Regions from separate parts of the Mus musculus genome. Here region 2 is linked to region 1. Evidence: chromatin contacts called from public HiChIP or PLAC-seq data. All regions are on one chromosome and are shown on one strand. Each heading gives the region's core, a stretch centred on a gene start, on an enhancer-like site or on the middle of the called end of the contact. The rest is flanking DNA. Distances are from core to core; before and after follow the strand shown. Region 1 holds the start of Psmc1 (protease (prosome, macropain) 26S subunit, ATPase 1). Region 2 has its middle 13 kb from the start of Gm40554.

The links. HiChIP or PLAC-seq counts read pairs in DNA pulled down with a chosen protein or histone mark.
Region 2: a contact with region 1 is called in an H3K27ac HiChIP or PLAC-seq map of differentiating embryonic stem cells, with 6 times the contacts expected there. The contact joins the enhancer-like site here to the promoter of Psmc1 in region 1. A contact is called at or near these places in 4 of 39 promoter capture datasets (cranial neural crest, frontonasal cranial neural crest, hippocampal neurons and 1 more) and 5 of 115 datasets of contacts at active chromatin or transcription factors (T-cell acute lymphoblastic leukemia, VIP interneurons, astrocytes and 2 more).

Annotation. Positions count from the first base shown.
Region 1 is chr12:100,107,874-100,112,625 of GRCm38.p6, reverse strand. It overlaps Psmc1 (protease (prosome, macropain) 26S subunit, ATPase 1), which reads right to left and starts at 2,424. Exons shown (of 11, transcript NM_008947.3): 1 at 2,415-2,424; 2 at 242-295. The coding sequence starts at 2,417.
Region 2 is chr12:99,009,125-99,013,876 of GRCm38.p6, reverse strand. No RefSeq gene overlaps it. Among named protein-coding and RNA genes, the nearest start is that of Gm40554, 13 kb to the left of the region's middle. Within about 2 kb of position 2,491, at least 46 of the 459 cell types and tissues checked have an H3K27ac peak or open chromatin away from gene starts, as enhancers often do. A contact at or near this core is called in VIP interneurons, differentiating embryonic stem cells and hippocampal neurons, where this site is marked.

The DNA.
Region 1 (4,752 bases), core at 1,175-3,674:
TCACACCTCAGTAAGTTAAACACTTATAGGTGATCTACTTTAAAACTTCCACAATGTTCATGTTTAAAAATCATTAACTCAGGGCAATACGTTCTTTAAAAATGAAACCGGTTATGCATCTGTATACAAGGTTACCAAGATCACTACATCACTTTGCTTCTTAAAGGTTGTGGTACCATACAGAACTCGCCGAGACCTAAGGCAGTTTCTATGGCCCGATCAGATCTTGCTTGGTATTTACCTTGTCATCCTTCTTGCCACCCCCAGGACCATGGCCACCACTCTGGCTTTGACCCTGAAAGATAAAAAAAGACAAAACACACATAAATTCAGAATACTATCACTTCACTGGTACTTTGGCTCTAAAACACAAGCACCCCCACCCCCACCCACTGTAATGTGTGGAAAATGAGTACCTGGGCTCCCAGGTATGCACTTACTGTGTAGACATTACTTGCCTCTTAGAACCAAGAGCCATGCGACAATGAGGAGCCAGTAAGAAAGCTGGCAGCCAGAGAGCACCCCTCTCAACCGGGAGGTTCAGACTTGCCACCCTCTAATGTCAGTTACCTCCCCGACTGTGAAAAGAGACTCGCCACGCATGGTCATTTACTCTCTCCAGAGATCCACAGGACCCAGAAGACTTTCAGCAGCAACCTACCAAGCTCCTATCCTGACAGCCTGGGACCCAGACAAGACTTCCTTCCCGATCTGAAAAGCTGTCATCTTAAAACGCATGAAAAGCTCATCGGGATTTCTGACTTTAAAACAATGCTTAACACTGGGCGATGCCTTAAATGGTGGTCCTTTAAATTCCTGTGCAAAGATATGTGGTTTAGTGTACGTGTGGGTCTGTGCCCGCATGCCGGGGCACTCGAGAGGAAGCCAGAGGGCGACTTCCAGGGATTCTTTCCTTCTGCCTTGTGGGTCCTGGAGTCAACTCAAGCTGCCAGGCTTCATGTCGAGTGCCATCCCATCTGCCCAACAGTGGAGCTTGAAACAGGAGTAACAGTGGACTCACTGATTCACCACCCTAGGGAAGCACCTCTCACTACAACACTGGTGGCTTCAGTACCAGGACAAAACCACCTCAGAAATGATGCCAAGCATAAAGCACATTCGACCACACGCAAGGCTCGGACCTACTCAGAGCTGGAGTTACAGACCATTCTGGAGCCTGCTGGCATGCATGGGTGCCGGGAACCAAACGTGGGTTCTCTCAAAGTGCAGCAGGTGTTCTTTACCCCTGAGCCGCTTGATTCTCAAAGCCCCCTTGATACACAGGCAGATAAAAGGACCAAGGTCCAGGGAGGTTAACGGCCCTGTATATTGTCACAAAGCTTGTTAGACAGAAATCACACTAAGTTCTGCTGTCTCTCAAACCCAGAGGGTTTCTCAACTGCTCTAGAAAAGAAAGGATTTGTGCCCCACCAATGGTCACTGGCTGTATTTCTGTTTCCTCATTAAAATGGGGACATTAATAATAATCTTCGGGGTTGTTCTAAGAAGTAAGAACAACTCTGGGGAAATGCCTGGCGCATGTTCGGGATACTTTTTGTTTGTTTGTTTGTTTGTTTGCTTTTCCGAGACAGGGTTTCTCTGTGTAACTTTGGCTGTGCTGGGACTCACTCTGTAGACCAGGATGACCTCGAACTCAGAAATCCACCTGCCTCTGCCTCTCGAGTGCTGGGATTAAAGTCGTGCGCCACCACCGCCCGGCTTGGGATACTTTTCAAAGTCATCACCGGTCCTTTGTGTGCTCTGGCCTTCACCTACATTCAGATGCATTGGCCTGGCAGCTCATGATTCGGGCGGACTTCAGGGTTGCCTCCTTTTGCATTTCCTGACCCTCTGCCCTGCCCGGGCTTCGCTCAGCTATCAGTACAGATTACTCCCTTACAACCTTAATTTAGGCCTCGATTTAGATTTCACATCCACGAAGGGTCCTTCGCTGATACCCTAACAAAACCAGCCACCTTCTTACAACACAGCTACGTAACGATCTGGCCCGGTCCTGTTCCCTGACATATTTATTGTCTCCCTGCTCTAGAACGGAAGCGCCATCATCAACCGTGCTCGCCCGGTAACCTCCGTGCCTACATCTGAATCCGGCTCAACCAACCAAACCGGAGAGCGCTGAGCCGTCTGCGGAGAAACACTACGCTGGCTCTGCGGCTCAGCCGCTGTCCCCAGCGTCGGCCGGGCTGTCCCACTCGGCTTCAGCCCTTCAGCGCCTGCCTACTCGAGCGGTTCACAGCCCGGTCTCTCCCTGGGCGCCGTGCATCCTGCCCGCGTCCGCCAGGGAGTGAGATCCGCTCCGACCCGCGATGAACCCGAGCGTCACATCGCCTCGTCCTCCCGCCTTGGGGCGCATGGATGTTTGAGACGACCAGCCGAAACCCTTAGTCACTCACCATCTTCCTTCAGTCCTCCAAATCGCCACCGCCGGAAGTGCATCCACCAAAGCGACCCGGACAGAACGGAAGTAACTTTAAAAAAAAAAAAAAAAAACAGGCTACGGAAGCCTATCGGGACCAACTTCCTCACGGGCGAAGTTGAGCACGAAGGGCTTATTTCGGCGGTTTGGTACAAGGATTGGTTAAACATGTGGGCACTTAAAATAGTTTACTCGAGGGAATTCTAAGTAGCTGATCTTGGGCTTTTGTCAGTAACTTAAGACAATGATCTTGGACGTTGGAGACTTGGGGAAAATATGAAAATTTTAGAAATTTAAAAGGATGCAAAATTATAATTGGGAAGAAGTATTTATGTCAGGCAGGAATGGCGCTTGGGACTGAGAAGTTGATGTGTACACAGCATTTATGATCTTCTTTAGTTTCTGAACTTTGTAGCTCTCTTGAAAATAGTTCTTTGCCGAAAGAGATCTAAATGTGTGCTTTTTTTTTTTTTCTTCCCTCTGATGACAAGGGACTGATGATGGTGGCTAATACTGTGTTAAAATTACCCTTGAGGCGCTGGAGAGAGGGCTCAGCAGTGAAGAGCAGGGGACCCACATGGCAACTAACAACCATTCAGGGCACCTGTAAGCACGTGATGTGCAAACTCATACATGTAAACATAAACAAAGTAATTAAAAATTAAAAAAAAAAAAAAGACAGGACACTGAATGTGGAGAGAGTCCAAGTATCACTGAGGAGGGACACAAACTGGGGCTTGGGGCCCCAGGCAGGTGTTACACATTGTTATTAATTAGTGTTATTAATGTTAACGATAAATTCTTTAGCTTGTCCATGTAAGTACTCTTTGTGTTCCTATTCCTAAGTAAGAGTTTGAGGGATAGGAAATCTGACTCCCTAATTAACAGCTACTTTGAACAAAAGAACTGGTTAGTCAAACAGCCCGAAGGACCTGGCTATTTTGAGTACTCCACAGACACACTGAGAACTATACACAATCCCAGTTGATGGCCTTAGCCGTTCCCAACACCTTGTATCAGACCTTTTGCTATCATTCAATGAATTTCAGAAGACCCTGCCATCATTTCTACCTAGCCCAGGTGGGGCTATTTCCCCTGATGGTCCAGCAGACAGAAACTGTGTGTTGTAAGGTGAAGGTTAAAGGGACAAGGTGACTGGTGCCAACACAAACCTTCATCAATACCCACGTGTGCTATGGTTATCTGAATCTTTATCTTGCTATATATACAGGCTGCTCCAAGCTTGCTGGGTGAGTTGGCTGGAGGACACTCCATTGCTGCCTCCCTGGATGTTGTAACATGAGGCTCAATAAAAGACTTCCTTTGGTCTTGTCTTGCCTGCTTTGATGGTAAAGGGAGGAAGTTAAATTTACTCTTGGGAGGCTGGAGACATGAACTGGTAGCACAGAGAAGCAGCAGATGTGGTGAAGGCAAAGGCGGTGGACCAACGGTGGCAGCAACGTTTAGATGTGTGATTGGGCGCTGAACGGCAACTGGATTGTTTGACAGCAGTGTGAGACAGAGGGAGAAGGGGATGGAAGCAGAGAGTTGTAAGAAGGCGAGAGCTGTAAATGGCTCCAGAGTGGGTAGAGACATGAGGACTGTGAGTTGGAGACCAGCCTGGTCTACGTAGCAAGTTCTAGGCTAGCCAGGGCTACATAGCCTCTGTCTCAGAGGCAAAAAAGTTACAAGTGGGAAGATTTAAAGGGTTCTGGTCTGTGTTAAAAGTGGCTTCAAGGCCAGCATTGCTTGGGATGCCTAGGAGTGTGACCCAAATATGACCGAAAGGACAGGAGGCTCCCTAAGAGGCCGGCACACACAGAACCGATGACGCTTAGGACTTGCCTTCTGTGGGACAGACAACGTTCAGAAGTGCCACAGTCACGTGATTTTAAAATCTCCTTTCTGCCCATCTACACAGTCGTGGAGGGAACTCTCCCTCTTTTCCACCCACACCTTCCATCTCCCTAAGCATCCGGAGAGACTTCGATAACTCAGCTTGCTTTTACTTATCTGTCATGGAGTAAACATAAATTTTGTGGGTTTTTTTTTTTTTTTTTTTTTTGTTGTTCTATTATTTTCTATTTCTTGGGTCCTCTTAAGAGAGGTAGTGTGGCCGGGCAGTGGTGGTGCACGCCTTTAATCCCAGCACTTGGGAGGCAGAGGTAGTGGATTTCGGAGTTCGAGGAGTGAGTTCCAGGACAGCCAGGGCTACACAGAGAAACCCAGTCTCAAGAAAAACAGAGGGAGAGAGAGAGAGAGAGAGAGAGAGAGAGAGGTGGTGTGGGCACTGATTCAAGTAGAAGCCGCATGCT
Region 2 (4,752 bases), core at 1,242-3,741, 1.1 Mb after region 1:
GTCTGACTACTATCATGTCCCCCATGATGATAGTTATAGACTAACCATCTGGAACTGTCTTCTTCATTGGCCTGCAGAGGGCTCTCAGAGTGTTATGGGTACCCCAAAAGTTCATGAAATGAAAATATTTTCCCTGAAGCCTTGCATCCCCAGAACAGCCTTGCCTGTGGTTAGCTCCCCATGCTTATAAAACCCATTTTCTTTGCCCCATTAATCAGGGACAAAAAAAAAAAAACCTAGTTGGCAAAAGCTCATCCCCACGGGAGCAGTGCCTTGGTCAGATGTTCATCAGGTGACAGACAAGGCACCAACAGATGCTTGGCCTGCCTTGGGTTTTTCTATGGAAGAGGGCCTCTGAAAGCTTAGAGGTGTTGGGTAAGAGGCACAGCCATTGGGTCCTCTAAACTGAAGCATGGGTCTCTTAGTTACAGGGCTGCTTGGGATCTAAACTCAGGTCCTCACACTTGCATAGCCAAGAGCTTTACCCTCTCAACCACATTTCCAGCCCTAAATGAACTTTTTTAATGCTTTGGGGACTCAGAGATTGAATTCTTTAAGGACTCAGATAGGATATTATCTTTCCTCAAGGATATAAAGTCAAAATGTCAATGAGAGGAGAAACTCCTACCAATCCGATCATTTGAACCCACCTGGTGATTAGTAAAGCATCACACATCACAACCAAGTACTGTCACATCTATGGAACTCCCTAGCAGATTTGCTCTCTGCTAGCACTCCGGCAGATTTTGGAAGTAGAACACCACAATTTCATAAAATAGCTTCTTAAAATACCCTGCCCCCTCTCTCTGTAGAATCATCTTAACATGTGGGGTGTTTGCTTCCGATTACTATAATAAAATATCTGAGTCTTCAAAAAATAAAACATTTATGGGGCTGGTGAGATGGCTCAGTGGGTGAAGTGGATGCTGTGTGTCTTAGTCAGGGTTTCTATTCCTGCACGAACATCATGACCAAGAAGCAAGTTGGGGAGGAAAGGGTTTATTTGTCTTACACTTCCATACTGCTGTTCATCACCAAGGAAGTCAGGACTGGAACTCAAGCAGGTCAGGAAGCAGGAGCTGATGCAGAGGCCATGGAGGGATGTTCCTTATTGGCTTGTTTACCAGTCTTGCTCAGCCTGCTCTCTTATAGAACACAAGACTACCAGCCCAGAGATGGTCCCACCCAGAAGGGGCCTTTCCCCCTTGATCACTAATTGAGAAAATGCCTTACAGTTGGATCTCATGGAGGCATTTCCTCAACTGAAGCTCCTTTCTCTGTGAGAACTCCAGGTGTGTCAAGTTGACACAAAACTAGCCAGTACACAGTGCATGTGCGAAGACCTGAGCTTGGATCCCAAGCACCCTTGTAAAAGCACGGCACAGAGGCACATCTTTGCAGTGCCAGTACTAGAGGACAGAGGTAGGCACAGCTGAAGGTTTTCTGGGCCAGCTCGTCTAGCCAAAGAGCTGAGCTCTGGATTCTGTGAAAGACACTGCTTTAAGTAAACAAACAATCAAACCAATAAGGAGATGTGATTGAAGAAGACAGCCTCATGTCCACCCCAAGCCTCTACACATGCCCACATATGAACACACTCATCACATACACAAATGCACACGAGAAAGAGAAGGGGGGGAAAAAAGCCATCAGAGTTAAACTTCCAAGAGAACACAAAAATTTGACTATTCTATTCTCCAGCCATTAACGACCAGTTCATGGGTCCCTCTAGGTCAATTCAAAATCCTGTCAATGTCACCTTCAGCATCTCTCCCTTCTCCAACAGAGAATCCCCAGGTTCCTCTCTGCTTAATATTATTATTATTTATTATTATTATTATTATTATTATTATTATTATTATGAAGTGACTGTTTATTGACTATGTTCAATTTTTAAAGCGCAATTAGGAATGGCGGAAGGAAGCCAAAATAAAATTCTCATTTAGCTTTTTTTTTTTTTCCCGCCAAATGCGGAGATGGGTTTTTAAATGAAGGCAGGGCCTTGGTGCAAGAGCTTGGAAAATGGCAGTGAAACGGCAGCTGGACTAATGTGCGACATTGTTCCTGGACAGCCTTTTTATTTCCATCTATATTTTCTCCGAAAGTCCCCAGGGAATCCGTTCTGTTAAAGCCGGGCCTATGGAATATAGGCAGTGCTCTGTTGCTGTGGCAACCATTATCTCCTAATTCCTTTTCTTTTCTAAAAATAAAGTGCCCTTTCTCAAAGTATCTCCCACCCCCTGCCCTCCCCTCCCCGCCCCAGCCCCTGCTTTTTATTTAAATCTCTCGGTAGCAGCCGCGCCTCTCCTGCCTGACCTGGCGTTACTTTTGTTTGCTTGAGGAGAGCCACACATCGTGCCCATTACGAACTCCCCCCACTGTCCGTCTCTGAGTGTTAAATTAGAAGTCTAATGAAAGCTGTAGAGCAGCCCCAGCGATCTCATAGAGGGGGTGATGGTCCCAGAGCTAAAGAACAGATGCCACTTGGAACCTGGGATCTTCAGCTCATTAATTCATCTGCTGCTTTCAAGGAACTTCATTTCCATGACAAAAAAGAACCGTGCAGGGCTGAAACCGTGGGCGGAGGGCCAAGGCGGCTCTGAAGAGGCTCGGACTTCACTCAAGCCTTTGATCCCTGACTGCACTACGATGTCCCTTCCCTTGGATTTTTGCATTGTCCTAGGCTTCCTTTGGCCGGCATAGGACGATCTATCTGCTTCTGAGGCATTTGGAATGTTCGGCATTGGCCTAAATTTCGCAGCCTTTGTACATCAAAGATGGCCCTTTCAAAGTGATTGCTTTGGGCTTCTGAACCAAAAGGGTCAGTCTAGAGATGGTGTCCTTTCTGAGACCATCCGCCATGGTGGGATTGTATGAAAATGGGCCTTGCCATGAGTCAAAACCAAAGAATGTTTCTGCCAAAGATGAAATAAGGCAAATAGCTATGACCCCTGCCCTCTAAGCGTCCAGATGAAGCCACACCCCTGTATCCAAGGATTGAGATGTTGGTGAAATGGCAAAGACATCTCTAGCCCTATTCCCATTCCCATCTCTCCCTCCCTAGCCCTACCCTGGCCAAGCTTCTCTGGTAAGTCAGTTTGCTTCTCCATGTCAAGCTAAGAGGCTAAGGCAGGAACAGACAATATCAACTTTGGCTTACAAACAGCTGTATTTGGGCCCCACTGTGTTTAAAGGAAACCTTTAAAGTTTTCCCATAATAAACAAGGTTAGGCAAAAATCATTATTTTTGTTATCTTCCTCTTATGATTTTAAGCGTGTGTGTGCATACATACATGTGTGCATATGTGTGCTTGCTTGTGTGTTTGTGTGTGTGTTGGGCGTGTGTTTGGGGCTTTATCTTAAGTTAATTGACACAGGAACAGCTGCCCACAAGTACCCTGGAGGACCATGTGAGATTTGAATCAAAACAGACAGCACATAAGATGCTCTATGAATCATCTAGAGTGAGGCCTTACCTTTGTCGGGTACGTAAACATTAGGGATAAATGGATGAACAAATGTGCCCTGTGGGGGATGGGGAGATGGCTTGGTCAGTAAGGTCCTTGCAATGCAAGCAGGAGTACCTGGGTTCAGATGCCAGCACCTCCATAAAGAGCCGGGCCTGGTGATGCGGGCATGTAATCTTAGTGTCTCAGTGCTGGAGACAGGAAGACCCGTGGAACTCCAGAACTGGCTGGCCCACCAGTCTGAGTCGGTGAGCTTAAGAGACCAAGATAAGGTGAAGAACAATATAGGAAAACATCCTCCATTCTGCTCTGGCCTCCACATGAACACACCCACACATTCATATGCATACATCACATACACACACAACGCTCACGTGTAAGCACACATGCATACAGGCTCACACTAAAAAGACGATGATAGTAATTCTCAGGTTTGCTGTAAAGGTTGAAAGATTCATTCTTTATGGAGTGAGCACTTACAGGGCTTGGCATATGAAAATTACCATGTAAATATTTGTTTAGTTAACCCTCAAATGTTTCAATCCCCTAGATATATTTTAACCCCTCTACTTGATCTTTTCCCTCCTAGTTATCATGCAGATTCCTTGTATGGAAAATGACTCCAGACCCAAGCCCTGGCCACAGATATGTCCTTGGGGCAGAATCCCGGCTGCTACTAAACCTGGCTTTCAGACCTCATTTTCTAGTTAGTTGCCTAATTTAGAGACCTTGTCAATTTGCATTACATAGAAATAATGCAATCAGACTTCAAAGCTGCTTAGAACTGTGCCCTGCAGCCCATTGCTCTGAACTTCCCAAAGTAGGTTGGAGCAAGCGTAAATTATCTCACAGCATGACACTTCTGTGATCACTGGAGCATGTTGGGAGGGGGCAACAATAGAAATAAAAAGGCCAAATAAATGTACCACTTCCTCCCTACACATGGAAGCCGAGATGAAATCCTTTCATAGAAACGATGTGGATTCGTTCTATTATCATGGGCGCTCTTGTTTACTTCTTTTCTTCTGCGTCTTATTAGTAATCTAGTAGAACCTCCATCAAGTTTGGCTAAAAGAATTGGGAATGTACAGTACTCAGATTTTGAAAGCAAAAGCCTCAGGAGGCTTCACATGATCCCTCCCAGTGGCTGTTCTTTCCACCCCCTAAGCATTATCTTACTTTTAAGGGCACAAAAGAACTCTATTTTGATGTTTCACATAAAAGGAATCTTCTAGAATGTGTGGTCCAGGATTGTGTGCTGTTAATTTTTGTCCTCTAGGCAGTT